3 separate regions of the Sus scrofa genome follow, and all the other regions are linked to region 1. The links are chromatin contacts, called in public HiChIP or PLAC-seq maps. All regions are on one chromosome and are shown on one strand. Each heading gives the region's core, a stretch centred on a gene start, on an enhancer-like site or on the middle of the called end of the contact. The rest is flanking DNA. Distances are from core to core; before and after follow the strand shown.

The links. HiChIP or PLAC-seq counts read pairs in DNA pulled down with a chosen protein or histone mark.
Region 2: a contact with region 1 is called in an H3K27ac HiChIP or PLAC-seq map of alveolar macrophages. The contact joins two enhancer-like sites. A contact is called at or near these places in 1 of 47 Hi-C or Micro-C datasets (embryonic fibroblasts) and 2 of 2 datasets of contacts at active chromatin or transcription factors (alveolar macrophages and skeletal muscle).
Region 3: an H3K27ac HiChIP or PLAC-seq map of alveolar macrophages shows a contact between it and region 1. The contact joins two enhancer-like sites. A contact is called at or near these places in 1 of 47 Hi-C or Micro-C datasets (subcutaneous adipose tissue) and 1 of 2 datasets of contacts at active chromatin or transcription factors (alveolar macrophages).

The regions. Positions count from the first base shown.
Region 1 is chr1:269,474,139-269,477,994 of Sscrofa11.1, reverse strand. No RefSeq gene overlaps it. Among named protein-coding and RNA genes, the nearest start is that of IER5L, 21 kb to the right of the region's middle. Within about 2 kb of position 2,199, at least 66 of the 83 cell types and tissues checked have an H3K27ac peak or open chromatin away from gene starts, as enhancers often do. A contact at or near this core is called in alveolar macrophages, skeletal muscle and subcutaneous adipose tissue, where this site is marked.
Region 2 is chr1:269,723,808-269,727,663 of Sscrofa11.1, reverse strand. No RefSeq gene overlaps it. Among named protein-coding and RNA genes, the nearest start is that of NTMT1, 94 kb to the left of the region's middle. Within about 2 kb of position 1,688, at least 70 of the 83 cell types and tissues checked have an H3K27ac peak or open chromatin away from gene starts, as enhancers often do. A contact at or near this core is called in alveolar macrophages and skeletal muscle, where this site is marked.
Region 3 is chr1:269,624,145-269,628,000 of Sscrofa11.1, reverse strand. No RefSeq gene overlaps it. Among named protein-coding and RNA genes, the nearest start is that of IER5L, 170 kb to the right of the region's middle. Within about 2 kb of position 1,715, at least 48 of the 83 cell types and tissues checked have an H3K27ac peak or open chromatin away from gene starts, as enhancers often do. A contact at or near this core is called in alveolar macrophages and subcutaneous adipose tissue, where this site is marked.

The DNA of each region.
Region 1 (3,856 bases), core at 950-3,449:
GGACGGGAGGGGCTCAGGAATCTACACTGAGCCAGCCTTGGGGAGACTCTGATCCAGCCTGACCAGCGGGCACCTGCAGAAACCACTTGTTTCCAGAACATCCCCCCAGAAGGGCGAGGAGCCAGGGGGAGACAGTTCCCACTACCCAGAAGTCTTAGGGTCCCACGGGGGACGGGCTTCTGAGGGACAAATGCCCCCCTCATGGCCACACATATCCTGGTTTGTTGTTGTTTGATGACCCATCTGCAGCATCTGGAAGTTCCCAGGCTAGGGTTTAAGTCGGAAATGCAGCTGCAACCTATGCCGAAGCTTGTGGCAACACCAGATGCTCAACCCACTGATGGAAGCCAGGGATCAAACCTGCATCCTCACGGAGATAATGCCAAGTTCTTTTTCTTTTTTTTCTTTTATTTATTTTTTTTTTTTTTTGTCCATTTTAGGGCCCCACCTGTGGCATATGGAAGTTCCCAGGCTAGGGGTCAAATCGGAGCTGTAGCCACTGGCCTCTGCCAGAGCCACAGCCACTCGGGATCCCAACCGCATCTGTGACCTGCATCACAGCTCGCGGCAATGCCAGATCCCTAACCCACTGAGCGAGGCCAGGGATCAAACACACATCCTCATGGATACTAGTCAGGTTCATTACCACTGGGCCTCAACTGGAACGCCAATGCCAGGTTCTTAACCTCTGAGCCACAGTGGGAACTTCGTAAATTTTTAACCTAAATCCTCAGTCTCCTCTCCTATTCAAGCACACATGCGCTATTCCCACCAGACTTGGTAGGGGGGATGTCTCTGGCCAACACTTTCTGTGTGTTCCAATCTTTTCAAGAAGAGGCCCCCAAGCCTCAAGAGAGATTTTTTTCCTGCCGTCTGAATTGCATTTGCGAAGGGTAATTGATTTGCTTCCCCATTTTTTATTAATCAAAGAAAAACCACAGCCAGCCGGGCCTCTGATCTGGGGGACGTGTCCATACCGAGACGATGCCCAACGTTCCTGATGAGGTCACAGAGGCCTCCTTCCTGCTAGGCTTTCTCAAGTGTCCAGAACACTCCTCTACAGCCTGGGAGCCTGAGGTGCCCAATAGGAAGCCTGGGTTCCAAGGACAGGAAGCAGGCTGAGAGCAACACACCAAGGTTATCCTGGAAGTAAAACCCAGGTGCCATTAGAACTGAGGCCCGGGCTTCCTGCCTCTCTCTTCAGATGTGACCAGAGCCCCAGAGCATGTCCCTAGGGTCTCTTGGCCACAGTGCCAGAGCAGAGAAAACCGGAGCAGCAACCCAGTTAAGGCTCATTTTCAACAGGAGAGCTCCAAACACAGCCGTGCCCACCCACCCACCCCACGCAACTCGCTGGGCCCGCGGACCCCCCAACATCTGGCCTGAATCCTCCCTGCTTCTGCCACATCTGGATGGGGGGAGGGTGTGAAAATGACCCTCCCCTATTTCCCAGGGCTGGTTCCTAACAGTTGGAGAGTCTGAGAAGGAGAAGGCTTTTCTTGGATCTCATACAGAAGCTCATTCAGCAAGATTTGCTGAAAGTCTCAGTTTCCCTTCCCAGTAAGTCGGGTGCTGAGCCTCCCCCACCCCCAAGCCACAATCCCCCATCTCGGGCCCGGCTCCTGGAACAGCTCCAGGACAGAACCAGACCAGCTCCTGCTGCAACCCTGCCGCGGAACAAGCCAGGACCTGGAACCAGTGCCCCTGGATTGGGTCCAGGCTCTGCCACTGACCCCCGGTCAAACTTAGGCCAGCCATTCTGCCTAAGAAACAGTCATACATCCATCTGAGATCAAATGAACCTGCCTCATCGTGGTTCCAGGTTCTTCAGATGTCCCCACTCAACTCACCACCTCTCACCCTGGCCTCTTAGCCCCAGGGCCCTCCCTTATGCTGTTGCCTCCAACTGGAACACCTTTCCCTGCTCCTGATCTGGCCAACCCCAGCCCAGCCTGAATATCACCGTCCTCTGGAAGCTTTGCCTGAACCTGGGGCCACTGTACCGCCGCCTGTACCCCTGGGGCACCCTCCCCACGACTCAGATGGGGTCCTCTCATGTCTTAATGATGGCTGAATGTCTGCGATCCCGCCTCATGCCCACTCTGACCCCAAAGGACCAGACACAGCGTTGACAATGCTTGGGCAATGGAGTCTGGAAATGTTTCAATAAGATCACGGGTTTTAAAGCGCGGGATCGGATGCGGCTGGGGGCTGATGTTTGTGAAAAGAGTGGGTGAGTCAGGGATAGGGCAGGCGCCCAGCCACGCCCCTTAAAGGGCTCCTGGAAGAACGCGACCTAGCTATCCAGGGTCCTCGGCGCGTGAGGGTTAATTCAAAGGGCCTTCCGCAGCTGCACACCCCGCGGGGGAATGGGGGATGCACTCCCCCACCAACCGCTAACCCCTAGGGCGCCGGCTGCTCCGTGCACGCATGCTCCAGCGGAGGCGCGCCCGGGGCCGCGGAGCTGAACTACAACTCCCATGATGCCCGACCCCGGGGCGGGCCCGGGAGGAGCGAGCGCCGGCGGCACCGCCCCTCACGGCCTTCTGGGGACTGTAGTTCTCCCCCGCGGTGTGCGGCCTGGGAACTGAGGTGTCTCGGCGGTCTCTATAGGAAGCCTCCGCGGCCCAGGAGCAGGGAGGGGCTGAGGGCTTTGCGGGCTGCCTGGGGGTCACTTCACTCCTGCAGCTGTCTCTGCTGGCGTCTGTTTTTCGTCGCCGTCTTCATCGTTATGGACCCTACCACCACCGTCATCATCATAACAGTTGCTCTATTTCGTGAGCAGCTATTTTGTGCTAGGCCCTGAGCCCTTGGGAAGACAGAGATGAAGACAGACGTGGTCCCCATCTTTGCTGGCCAAGCACGGAGACAGGGGACGTTTAATCGCACAAATAATTATTTGTACTGGGTACAAAAGAGTGTAGCGTGAGGCTAAAACAGCAGAGGGGGTGGGGAAGGTGATAGTGACTATTTTCTGAGCTAAAGACAGATGCAAACAGAGTGTGAACAAATGGACTGGCATCTTTGAAATCCAAGGAGTGAATTTGATGGGTGGACTGGGAAAATCTAGAACCATTCCTGCAAATGCCTTCATTATTCCCAAGGAGAAATTTGCCCAGAGAGGTTCAGGGACTTGCCCGAAGGCACATGGCAAGTCAGAGGCCACTGGTACAAGGATGTAGCCTCAGATGTTAAACTCCCCAAGGACAGGGCCTGGGTCTTATGTGTCTTCTAGACACCCCAACCCCAACAGACAGACAAACAGACACACACACACACACACACACACACACACACACGCAGCTCTCACCCAGCCTTGCACACAGTGGTGTGAGCAAGAGTTCCAGGGACAAAAACATCTCACGCCCAGGGTGCTCCCTCAATGTGACAGAGCCCAGCCCTTGTTCAGCAAAGGTCTTCGCCTGCCTGAGCCTGTTTCCCCATCAATGAAAGAAGGGCACCGTACACTCCCCTCGTAGGATAGTTCTAGCAAAAAAACCAAAGCTGATGGATATGAAACCAGCATTTTACAAGCAGGAGAGGTGCTGATGTGAGTCACTTTCCATGCTGTGCCCCAGTGCAACGCTGTGGGACAGCCAGGAGCCATCTGCGGGCTGGCATTGGGTGCCAAGTGGGGGGACAGCTGCCAGTGCGGGAGGCGCACAAAGGAGAGAGCTGTGAGCCTGAGGCCCTTCTCTGAGGAGGTGGCGTTTAATCTGAGCCCTGAGGACGCCCTCGTCAGGTCTCCAGGGTGAGCATGGAATGTGTCTCCTGCAGCGGCCCATCACAGGTGCTCAGTTTAAATAGCAGAGCTTCCGTGCAAATATGACCATATCACCTCTCCTGAAAAGCCATC
Region 2 (3,856 bases), core at 439-2,938, 250 kb before region 1:
CCACATGTGGTCCCCTTTGCCCTTCTCTCTATGCCTGTGCCCAAGCTCTTCCTGCAGCCTGTCCCACCTGTCCCGACACAACCGCCTGCCCTCCCCTGCACCTGCTCCCTTGGCTGCCCCTGTCTTTGGGGACAGCACCAGCCTCCCTTGTGGCACAAGCCAGAGCCTGGCACTTCCCTAACACCTCCTTGGCCACCTGCACTCCCACGCAGTGACACACCAGCGCCTGCCCTCTGGACCTCCCGAGTCGTGTCCTCCCCTCTTTCTCACACCAGGCTGCCATCACTCTCCCGGGACCTTGGTGCCACTCCCATAGCCACAATCTATTTTTTTTGGCCCTGCGCACACCATGGGAAAGTTCCAGGGCCAGGATTGAACCCACACCACAGCAGCAAGCCAAGCCACAGGAGTGACAATGCCAGATCCTTAACCCACTGAACCGCCAGGGAACTCCCTCCATATCCACTCTTGTCCCTATGACTCAAGTGAACTTTACGGTTCTGGTCTCCTTGCTCTTCTCTGTAAAACTTCCAAGGTTTCCAGCCGCCTCTAGGACAAGGGCTGTGGTTGGGCCACACCGATCCTCTCTTGGGTCCTTAGGTCTGTGCCCTTGGGACCCTCATCCACGTGGTTCCTGCTCCCTCCACCAGTCACTATTCCCCTGCCTGATCCCTTCTGGCCCTCAGGCACCTCCTTGGGGAGCCCTCCTATGCCCTCCAGAGATCAGGCCCCTGCGACCAGCCCTTCTAGCCCCACCCGCACAGTCCCCTCCCAGCCCGCTACCCTCTTGTTGTCATTTGATGCATTATTCATAATGGTGTGTGCAGCCTCTGCCTTCCCTGCAGGACTGTGAGCCCCTTGTGGGCCTGGCTACGTCTGTCATGTTTGTCACTGTGCTCCCAGCACCCTCCCCATAGGCCCCGTCACCATCCGGGTTTGGTTTTCAGCTCGGCTCCACCCCAGGGCAGGGGAAGGGGAGCCTGAGGTCCGCCCTTCCCTCCAGGAACCCCTCTCTGCAGAAACCATGGGTTTCCAGGGCAGCCCTCCCTGGACCAGTGACCACTACCCGGTCAAGGTCAAGTCAAGGTGCTGCTGTGGGCTCTGCTGTGGGCTGGAGATCAACCTAGGGCAGGGCTGTGGCGGCCTTGTGCCCCCCCACTCCCCAAGCCCCAGTGCCTTGCACAGCCCTGGGTTGGCAGTGCCCAACAGGGCACTGCTCTCAGCTCAGGCTTGGGGGGCGGTGCTGGATGGACAGCCCCTGGGAGCCTGGCCTGGGAGAGGAGCCAGAGGGGTGCAGGGAGGGGCCCCCTTCACATCCATTTCCCTCCCAGAGCACCCCCCCAAGCTGGCTTCCCACATTCCAACTGGCCTTGAACCCCCTCCCTGACCCCCGCTGCCTGCCCCCTCCTCCCTTCCTCCCGCCACCCCCTCTCCCCTCTCTCTTGCTCCCCCTCCCCGTTCCCCTTCCCCATCCTCTTCTCTCCTCTGCAATCCTCTCCTCTTTTCTCTGAGTCCTTCTCCCTCGCCTCCTTCCTTTCTTCTTCCTGGGTTAAAAATAATCAACTTTCTGGGAAGCAGCAGCTCCTGCTGAGCCGCCCTCCCCACACTTGGGAGCCCCTGAGAATAGCTTTCTGCGGTTCTCAACTCCAGCCCCTCCTCTCCCCCACCGCCCCCTCCCCGCGAGCTGACTAATAAGCCTGGGCCTCGGCAGCAGTGCCAGCTCGGCTAGAAAGGCATTAACCGCTTCGTGCCCAGACCCAGACCGTGGGGGCGCGCCGCCCCCTGCAGTCCGGCCTGGAGTGGGGGCGCCCCCGGGTCGCTCGCAGCTCCGAAGACGGCTTGGCCACAGCCAACCCCGAAGCTCTGAGCTGCACGTAGTAGACGCTCAATTAATTTTGGTGCTGGGTGAACTTTGACCTGTGACCACCAAACCGGCTGGTCGGGCTATTTTTACAGCTCGCTTGGGGCTTTGTGGCAGCGCTCTGGCATCGGGGGCATGTCGGATACCCCAGGGATAGAGAGGGGCTGATGCTTTGGAGCCACGTGGAGGGTGTGAATGGGCCGGTGAGACTCCCTCAGCTTGGCCGGGAGGATTCCTTGCCCCCTGGCGCTGGGCACCACCTGAAGAGGGCCAGGGCCATGCCCGCCACAGGGTGGGCCAAGGGCAGGGAGGGCTGAAAACTGTCCCGGGATCCAAGAACGTCACCGCCGGTCCGTCTTTAGCGATCTTCTGGCTAAAGAGTAAACTGAGTCCCGGAGGAGGAGTCCGGGTTCGTGCCGCAAGACCTTAAGGGACGCAGAGCCGCCCCAGACCCTCAGCTCCAGCACAGGGCTTTCTTGCCAGTGTCGGGCTGCAGGAGGAGGACAGGTGGGGGGGATGAAGGTCAAAGGTGAGGGGTAGTGGGAGAGCCAGAACTCCAGACCCGCGAGTCCCTGCTGGCTCCGCCCACTCCGCGCGGTCCCGGCATTACCTCATCGCGGCGTACGCCCATTGGCTGGTTACCCCGGAGGCCGGCCCAATGCGGCGGAGCCCGTTAACCCTTGCTCGGCCCTGGCCGAGCCTCTTGTCCCCGAGACCCCACGTGGCCTTCGGGCGGCCAAGGGCCGCGGACACCGGGAAGGGTACTTGGGTGGGCAGGCCTGCGGCCGAAGAGTTCAGTGATGAGAGCACAAGTCGGCCACCCTGGCTTGGGCCCCATTCTCCCACAAGCTGTGTGACCTTGGGCAACCGGCCTCACCTCCCTGAGCCTCCTCCGCTTGTTTTCTCAGCTGTAAAAAGAAGTGAATGATGTAACTCCTGCCCTTCCTAATTCCTTCCCGGGTGCTTGCCAAGTGCCCGGCACACGTGGGCTCCGCGTTCCGCACTGCCTCTTCGCTGCGAGAGCTACGGTTCTGATTATGGGTTTTCAGAAGAGGAAACCGGCTCAGAGCAGCCAAGCACCTCCTAAGGTCACACAGCAAGAAAGTCACAGAGCTGGGATTTGACCCCAAGCTTGTGTGCGGCGCTCTGAGCCTAGACTTGTACTCTGCGCAGGCTACTGCGTCTGCTAGGAGATGCTGCTTCTAGAAGCTTCTTGTCCCTTAGGAGGGACAGGCAGTCACATCCCCGGCCAGTCAGCCCACTGGAGCCGCTGTGACCAAATAATACCAGTGACAAGCTGGAGGCTTCCTGGAGCAGAAGGGGCTGGAGGTGAACATTCAAAAGAGGAGGCAGGAGGACCCTCAGATAAAGGCAGAGGCAATTCATGGGGTGCAATGGGGGTGCACGAAGTGGAGTCAGGAAGCTCCAAAGAAGCCTGGTCCAGGGTCAGCCACTGGATGCTGATGTGGAGCCCAGGAAGGCTGCTTCTGTCTAGGCAGCCCTGGGGTGGCAGGTGGGGGAGCAGGAATATAAGCAGAGCCCACCTACCTCGCATCTAAGTATTTACAAGTTATAAATCAAGCTAACGAAGTGCTGAATAAAACATGCTCTGTCCTCCTTCCTTGGCAAATACACCTTCCTAAGGACGAACACACCTGGAAGGCTGGGTTTGTATTGAGGAGTCTCAGAATCCTGGGGTCCACGCTGGAAGTGGCAGCATGGGGAGAGGCAGCCTTGGCTGCTGGTTCCTACTCAGCCCCTCTTTTCTTCTTGTCCCTGGCTTCATTCTTTTCTGTGAAGGGTTTTGCGTGCTGGGTGTGGACACTCCAGCCTGCATGGGTAAACTCTGCCCACACCCCCTGCCCACAGCCACCTCTGGGCCGCCCCCAGGAGGAAGGACCCAGGAAGTGGGCTGGGGGCCACTGAGCAGGGAAGTCCATGGTCCCAGATCAGAGATCGAGCTGGGAGTGTGGCCTCGGTCTCGAGGATTTCTCA
Region 3 (3,856 bases), core at 466-2,965, 150 kb before region 1:
GGCCTTGAGGAGACCCCCCCCACAGGACTGGGGAGATGGGTGGTGAGGAGGCTCCGTGAAGGAATGAGTGGAGGGACCCCAAGCAAGGGACTGGGCTTGGGCCCAATCCCCACATCTGCCCTGGGCCCACCAAATGTCCTTGCCTGTGATTCAAGTGCTTTATACTGGTCATCACCTGGAATCCTCAAACATCCTATTATGAGCCCATTTTACGGGCAAGGAAATGAAGGTTCAGAAAAGTTAGGTAATTTCCCCAAGGTCACACAGCTAGGGAGGAATGGAGTTCTCTGGCCCAGTGGAGACCAGAGCCTGTGCAAAGGCCCTGAGGTGGACCTTAGGCCCAGGGTGCATTAAAAGTGTTATAATGAGGCCAGCAGGCCAGGGCCAGAAGGGAAGAAGAAGAGATACTTCTTGGTCCCATCCGGGTCCCACTCTCTCAAGCAAAAGGCTCCAGCCTTCGCAGGATGTGGCTTCCTGCTCAGTGAAGCAAAGCTCCATCCATCCTGGCCTCGGGTTCCTGTTTGGAGGAGAGAGGGCCACAGAGAGGCCTCTGGTGTCAGGAGAAGCAGCAGCTTCAGGGGAGAATTGCAATTTTTTTTTTTAAGACATGGAAAGTGAGAGAGGTCGGTGATGGTGGAGGGGGAACGCCAGCACAGGGACCTAGCGATGAGGGCCGGCCTTGTCTCCTGTCTGCTCCACACCCCCCCCCCACGCCCCATCTCCTAGGGTAACGCGGGCTGGGGTGCCACTGGGGCCGAAGGAACCTCGGGCAGGGCTGAATTGGAGGCGGTCGAAACCAGCTCTTAGGCTCCTGCTGGGCACAGGACAGCTGGGCCACCTTGCGCCTGACGCCAGGCGGCGGGGCCCCGCACATCCCCGAGCGCCCTCTCCGCGGGCAGGGGGCGCATCCGCCGGGAGCCTGCGGGCACGCGCGCGCGCGGGCACACACCCTCCCCCAGCACACGCGCTCACGGAGCCGGCGGAGGAGCCGAAAGGAAGCAAGAAGTGAAAGTGAGCAACCTCTAGTGAAAGAAAAAGACATGCACAGACAGCTCGGGAATTTATGCCGGTGGCGGAGGCCTGGGCGCGCGCACGCGGCGCGTCCCCGGCAGCCGGGCTCGGGCTTGGCGGCCCTGGCAGAGGCATCGCCACCCGGGGCCGGGCCGTCCTACGGCTGGCGAGGCTCTGCAGCGACCCGGGCTTCCTCCTCCACCCCACCGCCTGCACGGACTGCCCTTCCGGGCGGCTCCCAGGAGCGCCAAGACCTGCAGTGGTCGTGGCGCAGGTGGCCTTGGCAAGAGCCGGTCTCCCGGAGAGGGACCCTCCCAAGTGACCGTCCAGGGGCACCAAGGGCCATTTGGCTGATGAGAACCGCTCCCAGGCAGCGGCCTTGGGGCCTCGGGAGCCCCCTCCCCCATCCTTCCCTTCCAGAACCCGCTTTTCCAGCTCGGCAGCAGCGTCAGGTTTCTGGCGTGTGGATTGTTTTCCACCCCTGGGGCTTGGGTGGGAAGAGCGAAGACAGGAAAGCGGTTGCCCACGTCGTGTGTTCTGCCGTTCCCGCACCGCCTCCTCCAGAGGCGCCCCGGGGACCCTCCTAGCTGAAACAAACACAGAAACCGGGCCGTCTTAACAAAAAAGGCGCAGATGCTGGGGCGCTTAGCAAGCCGGGCCTTTTGGACAAACATGAGGGAGAGGCCATGAACAGTACTGCTATTTGCTGGAGCTCTTGGTGAGCAGTAAATAGCAAGCAAGTCTCAAGACCCAGAGAAGGGCGTGGCTTCGTCCCAGTGCCGAGCAAACTGGTGGCAGAGTTGGAAGACCCATCTGCCGGATGAGGTCCCGGGGGGGGGGGGGGGGGGGGGGGGGGGGGTGTCCGGCAGAGTATCCCTCACTGAGCTGGGATGCAGAAAGAAAACACCCGTCCCAGGCCTCTCAGAGGAGCCAGAGAAATAAACAAGCAAAATACGGTGTGCTTAGAGCTGGGAAGAGGCGGGAGCCCGGGAGACATGCCAGGGGAGGCCAGAGAAGGTGCTCCCTGCAAAGGCAGGGCTGTGGGAGGACAGGGCAGGCGCAGTTGGCTGCGGACCCCAGGATCCCCACGTTCCCAGGCTCCGCAGACACCCAGGTTGCAGAGAGTCTGCGACACCACCAAAGTGGAGGTGAGGGTCCCACAGAAACATGAGACCGCTTTGCACTCTCCAAGGATGGAGAGACAGAGGTGGAGCGAGCAGCCCAAGGTCACCCTGCTGGCTAGACTTTGGGCTGGGCCCCAACAGCGCAGAGAAGGTGCTAAATAAATGGCTCGGGGAAGACTGGATCCCAGGAGCCACGCCCCTCCCTCCCTCTTTCCCTTCCTGAAAATCTTTGTTGAGTAGGTGATATTTATTTATTTATTTATCTATCTATCTATTTTAGGGCTGCACCCATGGCGGATGGAAGTTCCCAGGCTAGGGGTCGAATCCCAGGCTAGGGGTTGAATCAGCGCTGCAGCTGCTGGCCGACACCACAGCCACAGCAACATGGGATCTGAGCCACGTCTGTGACCTACACCACAGCTCATGGCAACGCCGGATCCCCCACCCACTGAGCGAGGCTAGGGATCAAACCCACTTCCTCATGGATACTAGTCAGATTTGTACCTGCTGCGCCATGGCAGGAATTCTGAGTACGTGATTATCAAGACACAAAAGTGTTAAGATAATTTTAGCTGTTGGTCAGGGGTGTAATAGAGAGTGACTCTGTGTGTGTGTGCACACGTGTGTACTGAGGAGAGGGCCTCTGAGCTGAAGGATGAGCAGGGGCCGGGGGAAGGTGATTTAAGGACCAAATACACGGGGCAGAGGGAATGGAAGTACACCAGGCAGAGGGAATGGCACATGCAAAGGCCCTGAGGCAGAAACATGCCTGGTGTGTTGGAAGAGCAGAAAGACAGCTACGTGGCTGGAGCAGAGGGGGCAGGGGGGTGCAGGCCACCGAGAGGAGTTGGGGTGTGATTTCAAGGACATACCTCACATGTGACGGGCGTGGAGCTGCTGGAAAGGCTGTGGTGGGAGAACCCACCCCCTGACCGCAGTGGGCCGGGGAGACCGATCCAGAAGGAGCACATCTGCTCCTCACTGCCCTGGCTCCTTCCGCTGCAGCATCTTTCTGGGAGCCCATGGCCCGGGAGGGAGGGCGCTGCTTTGGCTTACCTTCGCCTTGGTGGTGACGCCTAAACCGTGCGTCCTCTGGGTCACGCTGGTCTGCTGCCACCCGAGGAACGTCTCGCCATCGTCACCATCGGAAGCATCGTAGTGCATCTGTCCCGCACAGGTCCCGGGCCAAGCCTGTGATGTGTGGCTGTGCGCTCGGTCCCCACTGAAGATGCGGCAAAGAGGCCACGGCATCCAGCCAAGGTTGATGCTTAATGTGCCCTGAGTCCGCTTCAAGGCCCAGGGAACGTCAGAGCTGAAGCCCAGCTAGAGCCAGAGTCTTTGCTGGGAGTGGGAGAGGTGGGGGCTGGCACTGGATGCCGAGAAAAGCAAAAAGCAGAAGGTAGGCTGCAGGTCACAGAGAGAGAGCAAACGTGAGTGAAAGATGTTGACACTCCTCCAGCTTTGAGCAAGAAGTAGCATGCACAGTTGATGCAGGTGTGCACGCGTGCGTGCCTGTGCACACGCCTAAACACATACCTGCACGCACTGGCATGTTAAACATGCATGGATCCAAGTACATGCACATGTATTCACCACACACACACACACACACACACACACAGCCCCGAGGGCTTTGTGCACACACACACACACATGCTTGCGCACATGGACGCGAATGCACTGTACTCACACGTGAGTACACCTCAGCGCATGTGCACGTG